2 separate regions of the Triticum aestivum genome follow, and region 1 is linked to region 2. A link is a contact called in public Hi-C data. All regions are on one chromosome and are shown on one strand. Each heading gives the region's core, a stretch centred on a gene start, on an enhancer-like site or on the middle of the called end of the contact. The rest is flanking DNA. Distances are from core to core; before and after follow the strand shown.

What was found. A called contact is a pair of places that touch in the nucleus more often than the background predicts.
Region 1: a contact with region 2 is called in a Hi-C map of leaf, with 7 times the contacts expected there. The contact joins the promoter of LOC123085447 here to the promoter of LOC123085445 in region 2. A contact is called at or near these places in 4 of 5 Hi-C or Micro-C datasets (leaf and an unstated tissue) and 1 of 1 datasets of contacts at active chromatin or transcription factors (leaf).

Annotation. Positions count from the first base shown.
Region 1 is chr4A:106,847,876-106,853,030 of IWGSC CS RefSeq v2.1, forward strand. LOC123085447 (palmitoyltransferase Hip14) reads left to right here and starts at 1,769. Exons shown (of 10, transcript XM_044507086.1): 1 at 1,769-2,253; 2 at 2,331-2,465; 3 at 4,707-4,803; 4 at 4,912-5,005; 5 at 5,091-5,155. The coding sequence starts at 2,132.
Region 2 is chr4A:106,279,889-106,284,787 of IWGSC CS RefSeq v2.1, forward strand. It overlaps LOC123085445, which reads left to right and starts at 1,350. Exons shown (of 5, transcript XM_044507078.1): 1 at 1,350-2,201; 2 at 2,459-2,706; 3 at 4,188-4,533. The coding sequence starts at 1,799.

The sequences.
Region 1 (5,155 bases), core at 519-3,018, 570 kb after region 2:
TGGCCGATGGTGGACGTCGGAATCGGCAGCGGGGCGACGACAGGGCCGGATCTGGCGCAGGGGCGACTGCTCGTGGGTGGGTGGCCGGCGACGGTGGTGTGGCGGGAGGTGAGAGGAAGAAGGGAGGGAAGTGAAAGGAAACGATGGTTGGCACGTGGCTGTGGCGGGAGGTGGAGATGTATATTTAAGTGTTGTATTTTACATCTTTGGGAGGCGGAGATGTATTTTTTTGCATCTTTTTGGCGTCTGAAGATGCAAAAGTTAGGTATTTTTACATGTGCATTTCTGTTGGGATGCTCTTAGCGCACAGGATGCGACCGGCGCCTAGCACCGCCCTTTCCTTTGGGGAAACATTTCAGAACGGCGTGCCGGCCGAACGATTTGGCTGGTCACTCGCCCATGCGGATGCCACGCAGCACAAGGGCCCGCACGCAGTCATCTTTCCCCTATCCTCTCATCCACACACATTTCATCCGCGCATGCTTCGTCTCTGGATTTCTCTTCCCCATCTTCATCTCCGCGGACTTCTCTGCCTCTCTCCTTGTCCTGCCTCCGGCGAGCGTCGCAGCTTCTCCGGCGAGGACAACACGGCACAACGGGGACAGAGGAGGAAGCACGCCGGGGAGCTGAAGCCGGTGGACGGAAAAGCTACATCCGGCTACGCGTGAGCTGCAGTTTCTCTTCCCCTGTCTCTATCTCCGCGGACCTCTCTGCCTCTCTCCTCGTCCTGCCTCCCACGAGGGTCGCGGCTTCTCCGACGAGGTTAACACGGGAGGACGGGGACAAAGGAGGAAGCACGCGGGGAAGCTGCAACCGGTGGACAGAAAAGCTACAACCGTCCACCAAAAAAGCTACAACCATCCACCAAAAAGCTACAACCGACCACACCAAATGTTGGAGCCGACCAGGGTTGGAGCTACAACCAACAATTTTGTTTGCTATAACTGACCACACCAGATGCTGGAATCAGACGTTTTTTTGCTACAATCGGTGTGAGCAACGACGGTGGCAGTTATTTTTGCTGGAACGGGCATCTAGATTTGCTGGAACCAGTGATCAAATTTGCTACATCCGTGATGGGTGGGGGTGCGAAGACGGGTTGCGACCGGCGGCCACAGGAAAAAGCTACAACAGTATTCTAGAGCTGCAATGGCGATGCACGGGAGCTGCAACCGTGGTTTTGTTTTGCTACTACGGGCGACCAATTTGCTGCATCGGTGACAGCGAGACGACATGGCCGCCGGCATGGCGTGCCGCAACCAGGCAAGGGGAGCTGCAAACCATGGCCACAAGAGCTGGAACCGCAACCCAGCGGAACTGCAACAGCGGTCCAGTGGAGCTGCAAGGCGACCCCCCTGTAGCTGGGATGTTGCAACCGTTGTTCAGCGAGCTGGAACCGCGGTGCAGTGGAGCTGCAAGGGGGGGGGAGGGCAACCTCTTGATTTTTGGGATGATGCACACGTGGACCGGCGGAGCGAGATCGGTGCTGGAACTAGTCCGATGGAGCGCCGGCGACGCTACTCCCCAAAGTTGCGGTGGTCACCACCGGCAGTGTGGGAACTTTCTATCAAGGATGCTGGAAACGTCCGGTGAAAAAGTTGCAACCACTCGACGGCGATGGGAGCGCGGCGGCGCAGGGGCAAGCGCAGAGTCATGACTGGTCAGTGAGGGGAGGAAGTAGGAGATTTAGGGGAGCTGTCGAGAAGAAGAAGACGACTGCACGAGGGGGCCAGGGAAGGAATCATGCGGTATAGACGTGTGCATCGTGCGGCCAGGGGCTGACCGGCCGAACGATTCGGCCGGCGCACCGGCGCCTATTGGTGCCCTTTCCTTTGACGCGTTGCTAGTTGTTGCTGTTCCCACACCACCGCCCACTACACATGTTCGACGAAATTCCCCCGCGAGTTCTCCACTAAGATTCGCCCGCATCTTCTTCGATTCCTTCCTCAGTTTGTCTCGGAATCCGCCAAGATCGGAGGTCTCGCCGGAACACGGCCCTGGCCGTACCGACCCCGGCTGGATCTGCGGGCTCAAGAGTTATTGATGGTTCTTGGGATCCAGAGGGTGTGGCGGAGGAGTTGTCGGCGATGAGCAGGCTGGCGTCGGAGCTCCACCGGTTGCGGCGGTCGCCATGGGAGGTGCTGTGCTCCGCGCTGGTATCATGCGGCCTGGTTCTCTTCTCGCAGCTCGCCGTGGCCATAGTGCCCCGCCTCCTCCCATCCATCTCCCTCCTCGCCATGCTCCCTGTCGCAGGTCAGTGCGTGCTTGCTTTCCTTTCCTGTGCCTCTTTTAGTGCAATTTTGACCTTGCTTCGGTTGCGTGCTGCACAGGTTTGGTATTCCTGGCGGCTATTCTGGTGGGCAGGTTCTGGAGGAGGTTCATCAGAGTGGCCGCGTCGGCCCCGCTATTCGTGCTGTTCAACGTGCTATTTTTGTGGGGCGTCTACCTATTCGTCATCCGGAGAGGTGAAATCCCCGTGCATTACATCTGTTTGGACTTTGCAGAGTGTGCGTATGTCTTTAGTGTTTGAAATTGCATATTATGTGTGTCTCCTTTTCCTTTTTTAATAGAGATAAGCATTCATTATTATAGCTCAGTGCACTGGTGGAATGCCATTTGGACGGTGTTTATTGCTTTAGATATATGCTATATTTGTGGATGGAGCTAAGAGCCGTTCCTGATGTATTGCAATTCTAGAGCATAGTTCTATTTAAATAAATATGGTAATACCTGACATTTTGTTATGATTTGGGATGGAATTGTAGATCAGGACATCAGGTGCCATAATTTTTCTAGGATCCCAGCATGTAGTTTATACTCGCCTCCTCGCATTATGCATAACTTGTTTGAAAAAATTTATGCCACTTTGGAGCAGGGTGTAGTTAAATAAGTGTATAGAGCTTCTGATAGTTTTCTAACTATACTCTAGAATATCCTTGTTCTATAACTAGCCTTATGTTTTGTAGATACCTCTTCTCTACTAGACATGCTAATTAATGCTGAGTGTGCACTGCTTCTGTGGGGACTTTACAGGTTAGCTACTCCTCTGGAACATAATTTTTGCGATGCACTTACCGATCTCTAAGCTCTATTTAGTCACTAAGGAAATTGTTCATTGTAAACCTTAAACTATGGTTCTCGTTCCAAGATGGACTCTGAACTTTCAAACATTGAAAGTGGAACTTTGAACTTTCTAATCCTGATCCTAACCTTGAGCTTATACTTATTCGGCACACCAGGAAAAAGGGTGTGGTGGGGGAGATGATGGTGAGGAGAAATAGAGACATGAGTGGAATGGGGCCGGCGATGGAGATGGACACTGGCAAGGAAGGGAAAACAGCTAGGGGAAGGGAGGTTGTTAAGCTTCATGCACCAGCCAACGCAACCAAAAGTCTGAACTAATGGAAAGGCTAGGCAATCCACATATACACTTCAACACCCACTCTCACGTGTGACGCGGAAAGAGAGGCCTATACGTGGACACAAAGGCGGGAACAACAATTTTTGGATAAATTGCAAAAGCCAGGACTTGAACTCAAGACCTTGGGCCATACCATGTTAAGCTTCATGCACTAGCCAACACAATCAAAAGTCTGAACTGATGGAAAGGGCTAGGCAATCCACATATACACTTCAACGGTTGCATCGGAGGTAGCTCGGCGATGAGAGAGAAATGGGAGTGAATTTGGGGAGGGCTAGGAATGTCAGTGACAAGAGTGTGCGAGGATATGAGTTTTTGATTGTGAATTTGTGATCGCTCTTTTCGTGTTATGTGGGGTGAACCTCGAGGCAAGGATTTGTCGTTGTTGGCCCGATCTTTCACGGCACGAACCTCCATCGCAGCAGGTTTACGAAGATGTTTGCAAGTCCCACGGAAACAACACGCCAACCCTTCGATCTAAAGGAATAACGTGGACGAACCGTATAGGCTCAGCTTGTAAACGCGTTGCAGGAACTCACATGCCAGTAGAGATTTTGACAAGATATCTCTAAACACGATGTCCTTCAAGCTTAAGAAATCCCAAATAATTAGAATCCTCACGCTGATCCTCTCTTTGCTGGGCAGGAATAAAAACGTAAAAGATCTAGATTTGACCCTGACGTAGCAAGTAGTACTGTAAATAAACTCTTCAGTCGTAGATTCCTTATCATGCACAACATAGGCTGTCTTCTCTGGTTTAAACCGATGGAAATTATTATCCATCAACGTGACTCACCAATGCATCATGTTCCTCATGCATGCATGGTTGTACGCACATAAATGGAAGTACCACAAAATGCCTACTTGTAATTTCCATTAATTCTTATGTGTCCTTCTCCTCTTCCAGATCAAAACGTATGTACTTTGGTACACGTACTTCTCCTGTTTTCAAGCTTGGCGTAACAGTAACGTCAACAATAATTATAGGTTCACCTTGAACACCACGCGTAGCATATTCAGTCATGTGTGTAGACGTGGCCGTATCATCGTGGGTGTGTCAAAGTTAAACAAGCTTCAAGGTCCAAGGGTCGGGCTAGGATTATAAGATAAGGGTTCAGATTTTGGAGATTGGAAGTTCGAGGTTCATCTTGGACTCCATAATGAAGTTCAGGCTTTAAAACAACAACAACAAAAGTCCATTTGGACATACTCCGCTTAACATTTATTGGCCTTAGCATACAACTGCCTCTGGGATTAGGGGTTTAGTTTGATTTTTTTATTGCAGGATTCTTTCTGGTGATCCTGGCATTGTTGCATACGAATCTTCATTTTTGGAAGAGGCTGGCTGCAAGGATTTCGTGGATGCTATATGCTCGAGTGAGGTGTTGAGAAAGTAGAGTTTTCAATGAAGTTGTTATATTAAGTTGCTAACCTGAAATCTGGACGTCGTGCATTAACATGCTGAATCTTTTGTACTTTTGGTGTAGAAGTACCCATCACTCTCAAGGGTGAGGCATTGTAACTGTTGCAAAGCAAATGTTAGAGGTTATGACCACCATTGCCCTGCATTTGGTAATTGCATAGGTACTATATTGCATTTTTTTAGTTTTGCTTCTGTTTTTGCATTATAGATAGATGCACACTTTAACCTGCATACCGTGTTTTGCAGGACAGAAAAATCATAGGCTATTTATGTCACTTTTGACAGGATTTGTTGTTGCTGAATCGACATAT
Region 2 (4,899 bases), core at 100-2,599:
ATAAACGGATCTCTGAAAAAAAGGAAAACTCTCAGGTTGCAACAAGTGGCGCACTGTGCACCACTTGTCGCAACCTGAGGAGTTGGAGTGATCTTTGTAACGAGTACTCCTCAACTAGTGATTTCGGAAAATGCCACCTATAAATGATAAAGAACGTTTCACAAAGGGGGAATCCCCCACCTGGGCCAGCCCATGCAGTAGGGACTTCCCCTACTGCTGCGCTCTGTGCACTGGGAGAAGATGCAACGCCTCTGTTTGGGTCAGCCCATGTCAGGGCGGCCTTATTTCTAAATTTCGTTTTTTCTTTTTTTTTGGGTTTTGTTTTCTACTTTAAATAATTTGGGACTTCAAAAAAGTTTTGAAAAAATAAAAAAAATGAGAATTTTAATTTTTTTAATAAATCATAAAATGTTTGTGAGTTTAAAAAATGTTCGCAATTTTATAAAAAATATTTGCTTGTTCAAAAATGTTTGGAAATACAAAAAATCATAATTGTTTCTAAAAATTTCGTGTATTAAATTTTTTAATGAAATTGAACAATATTTCGCCAATTTTCAAATGTTTTTGAACGAAAAAATAACCTGAAAATTCAAAAACTATTTGTGACAAAATAGTTTATTCATTCATAAAATGCTCGCTGATTCAAAAAATGATCACGCATTTCAAAAATTGTTTGTTAAATAAAAAACAATATTATTAAATTTTAAAAATTGTTACACCAATTTTCAAAACAATGTTCGTCCATTCTAGAAATGTTCACCGATTCAAAAAAATTGTTAAAAAATGTCCACAGTTTTTAAAAAATATTTGCAGATAGTGTAAAATGTTCATGAATTCAGAAACTGTTATTTTTTGGAAATGTTTGAAAATTTGTAAACGTGTTCATAAATTTGAAAAATGTTCATGATTTCAAATGTTCATGAGTTTAAAAAAACTGCTCATGATTTCAGAAAATTGAGAGTGGTACTGAGTATCGGTGATGCAGCAAAATGTGAACATGGCCATATTTGTTTTGAGACAATGAACATAGCCACTAAAGATTATGATTTTTTTTCTTCTGTTATAACGCACGGGCCCTTTTGCTAGCGTTATATTACAGGTTCACACTTCACAGGCTACGGCCTAGACATATTGAGGATTGGGCCGCCGCAGCGTGCGCTTGCCTGGCTCCCGGCTCGGCTCCCAGTCCCTCCCCACCGTCCCCCACCCCACCCACTATCTCCCACGCCGCCGTGAGCGCCACCGCCACCGCCTTCGTGGCTTCCTCTATCGCCGCTGCCGCTGCCGAGGTAAGCCGCAAGGCGGGCTCTTGGTTATGCCGGCTTTCTTAGGTCTCCTTTCTCTTTCTTTTTATCCGCCTACCCTAGCAGACGGGGGAAATCAGGCGACCTGCGGTGCTGCGCCTGCGCGTGTATCTGATCGCTGCGAAATTAGGGTTTCTCGACCTAGCGTGGCTGCTAACATGAATTTCTTTTCTTCCCGCAAAAAAAAACATGAATTTCTTTTCGGTGGCGCGGGACTGAGACTGGACCGTTTGTAATCATGTCCCCGTTCTCAACTGCTAGCAGCGGTCTGTTGCTTCGGTGCTCTCGAGTGAAAGCTGGGGACAGCGCCGAGATCTGTGGCACCGAGAAGCTTTTTACACTCGAAATTTGCGCCCTGTGTTGCCGGTTTGATGGTGTTTGTTCATGACGACAATGTTAATATAGGTTTAAGCCTTATTGTGGTAGTATTTGCTGATTTTGTTGGCGTTATAAAGTTGCATACCTATGTGTAAACGTTGTTACGGAATCATAATATGGTAGTTTGGCATGGTAAAACCTTACCTGATGATGCATTCATTTGGCCTAGATTGATAATTTGGCCGTTCAATCTTAGAATAATTTTCACAATTTGTTACCAACGTTGTTGCTTTAGTATCTTGCACATTCAGGTTAGAATGAGGCGGCAGGGACAGGGACAGGGACAGGGACAGGGGCAATACGGGGATCCTAACATCAATTCCATGGTGTCTTCCCAGTTGCATCACTACCAGGCTCAGCAAAGGGTTCAACAACTACCTGATAATAGTTACCCTGGAAGAGATCCTGGGCAAGCTGCTGGGGAGAACCAGTATACCACCCAGAAGGTGAGACAGAGCCAATGGGACAGAGGTGGGCCGAACATCCAGAATCAGATTTCACCATATGCATATAATGATGGTATGTAGTATGTACCCACACGCCTGTTTCAATTTGTTGAAAAATCTAAGATGTCAACTTTTTTGGTGGCATAACTAGTTTATATGTGCACCCTACACTTTGGACAGATTAGCATTTTTCCAAGAAATTTTGGACATATTAGTGGTTGTGTAGCTAGCATGGTAAACTGGTAGTATGTGTGAGAATGTGCTAGAAAATGTTATGTTTTGCATCTTGGTTACACTTCTGTGCTTTTGCACTGACGGATCCTGATGTAGGTCAAAGTGCTGAGGGTAAACGATCCTTTTATGATGGACAACAATCTGATCTGAAGGTTGGTCTAGAAAAGCAACCAAGAAAGGAATTGAGGGACCAGCCTCGTACCGATAAGATTGAAGCAAGGCGCGATGACTATAATCTTCCTCGTACATTTGAAAGTCTAGAGCAGAGTTTTCGTGAAGACATCGTGGTCCTATCCAAGGAACTAAATGATGCAGAGGATGCTGAAAATACTAGGCACAGGGAGGTATGTTCAAATATATTGCATGATTCTGCCTTGTCCTTCCTACCTGCCAAAAGTAGATTAACTGGACTTGCAGATCGTTTTTTACCTTCCTGATATCAGTCATTGATATGTCCTACTATTGACAGGAAGTACTTATCCATTTTATGTCATTGATATGTCCTATTATTGACAGGAAGTACTTATCCATTTTATGAAAGGATTTAATATCATATGCCTTTTGCTTATTGAGTTTCTGTTTGGTCCTGTTAGTCAATTGTGGTATGATTAGCCTTTTGAGTAACAATCCCACAGGTAGATGTTGGGAAACATCTAGTTTTGTGTTGCTACTTAAAAACTATAGATGTCTTCTCCCCTTGTTCTCAGTTATGTGCATAGACTTGTCAATTTCTATGTACATTCTCATTTTGCATGCCAATACCAGTAGTCTAGTACACACCCACATTAATCCATATTAGTCATCGGACGTGAACAACCCACATCTTGCAATGTAACTGCAGAGAACATGCAAGCTCGAGCAACCAATATAGGATTTAATACCAAGAAAAACTTGTAATACTTAGATATTGAAATGGGGTTCTCCCCCCTTGCGCATCTATAGCTTATCATGTTTCCATTGGTTTACTCTATTAGGGCATCTCCAACGCTCTGCCCTTAAACGCCCGCAAACGTCCGGGAAGCCTACTCTGGCCGCTGCGCTGCATTGAAGCGGCGTCGCTCTGCCTGCCCAGCCTATTTAAGTAGTGTTCCAGCGCCTCCTCGCCGCAAACCCTCTCCACTCCTCCACAGCAGCAGCGACGGAGCGGACGACGACGGCTGCCCAGCCGGCTAGGACGGCCATGCGTATGAGGTCACCTTCCGGTACCTCCCGTAGGTTAGTTTAGGTTTAAAAAAAAATAGTTAAACGGACAAAATATCGTCCGGTTTATGTAAATCATATTCAACTTTTATCCGGTTCCATGAAATTTGTCCGTTTGGTTCAATTTTCGTTTAAAATGCGTGCGGACGATTAGGGCACATGGTTGGATGTCTGCTTCCGTGTCTGCGGACGGATAGCGAGGCCGATTTGGGGGACGGCGTTGGAGATGCCCTTAGTAAGCTTAGATTTATCTTAGTGCTTGGTGTTGATTAAGGAATTGAGTCACTCTGAAGATTTTTGTGCCTGTGTTAAAATTGCACACCCCACAGCATATGGTGGATCCTTGTATATATGCCTTTCCTATGACAACTTTTAAATCATCTTTTATATGCCTTTTCTATGGCAACTTTTAAAGATCTAAACAATGGAACTTGTTGCAGTAATGTTGCCTCAACTACAATCATACTTGTCAATGTTGCCCCAATTACAGCATGACATCATACTGTTGATAATGTTGCAGCACTGTCTCTGAATCATAGAGTTTTCTTTTTAAACTAGCATCATACACTATTAATATCTATCAAAGACAACTGCTGTTTTACATGGTTCTCATGTCTGTGTGCAGAGATTGAACGAAATAAATGCACAGTATCATGAGAAACTATTGGCACTTCGAGCTCGGCAGACAGCCTATCGAGAAGAATTCCTGCGCAAAGAGTCTCTGGAACGCCAACAGCAATACCAAAAGGCCAGCATAAGCAATTATGCAAATAATGTTGTGCCTAGGGAACCACGTGGCTATCCTCCAACAGCTGCAGCCACGCCTCCTCCTGCTGCTGCTCCCTCTGGAAGTTCTTATGGAGAGGCTCATCGTTATGCATCTGGTCAGTATGAATCCTTTGGGGAGCGGCCAGATTACCCAGAGTTCCATGGTGGGGGCCAAGGTCGCGATCATGGTTTTGAGCACCGTGGTCATCAATACCCTGGCGGTTGTGCTTATAACTCTGGCGGGCGCAGATTCTAAAGATGGCTTGGTTGAACAGTCAGCCATTTTGGCCTCACTTCACCTGGTCTTATCTTTCCGTGGAAAGCTTAAAGTAAATTTCTGTAGAAGCTTAGTTCCAGCCTCCTCTGAATGTAAACACTTGTAAAACCTGTTTTTCGATTCTGTGCCGCTATTTATTCAAGCGATGATCATTTTCTTCAGTAGCCTGCCTAAAATTCTCCAATTCTCGACTCTTGCACATGTAGCTGTTTGTGCTTTGCAACCTCACCAGTGTTGCTTTGGATTCGTAATTTTATAGAGGAGAAAGGGAACACTATATGGGTGTTGTTTG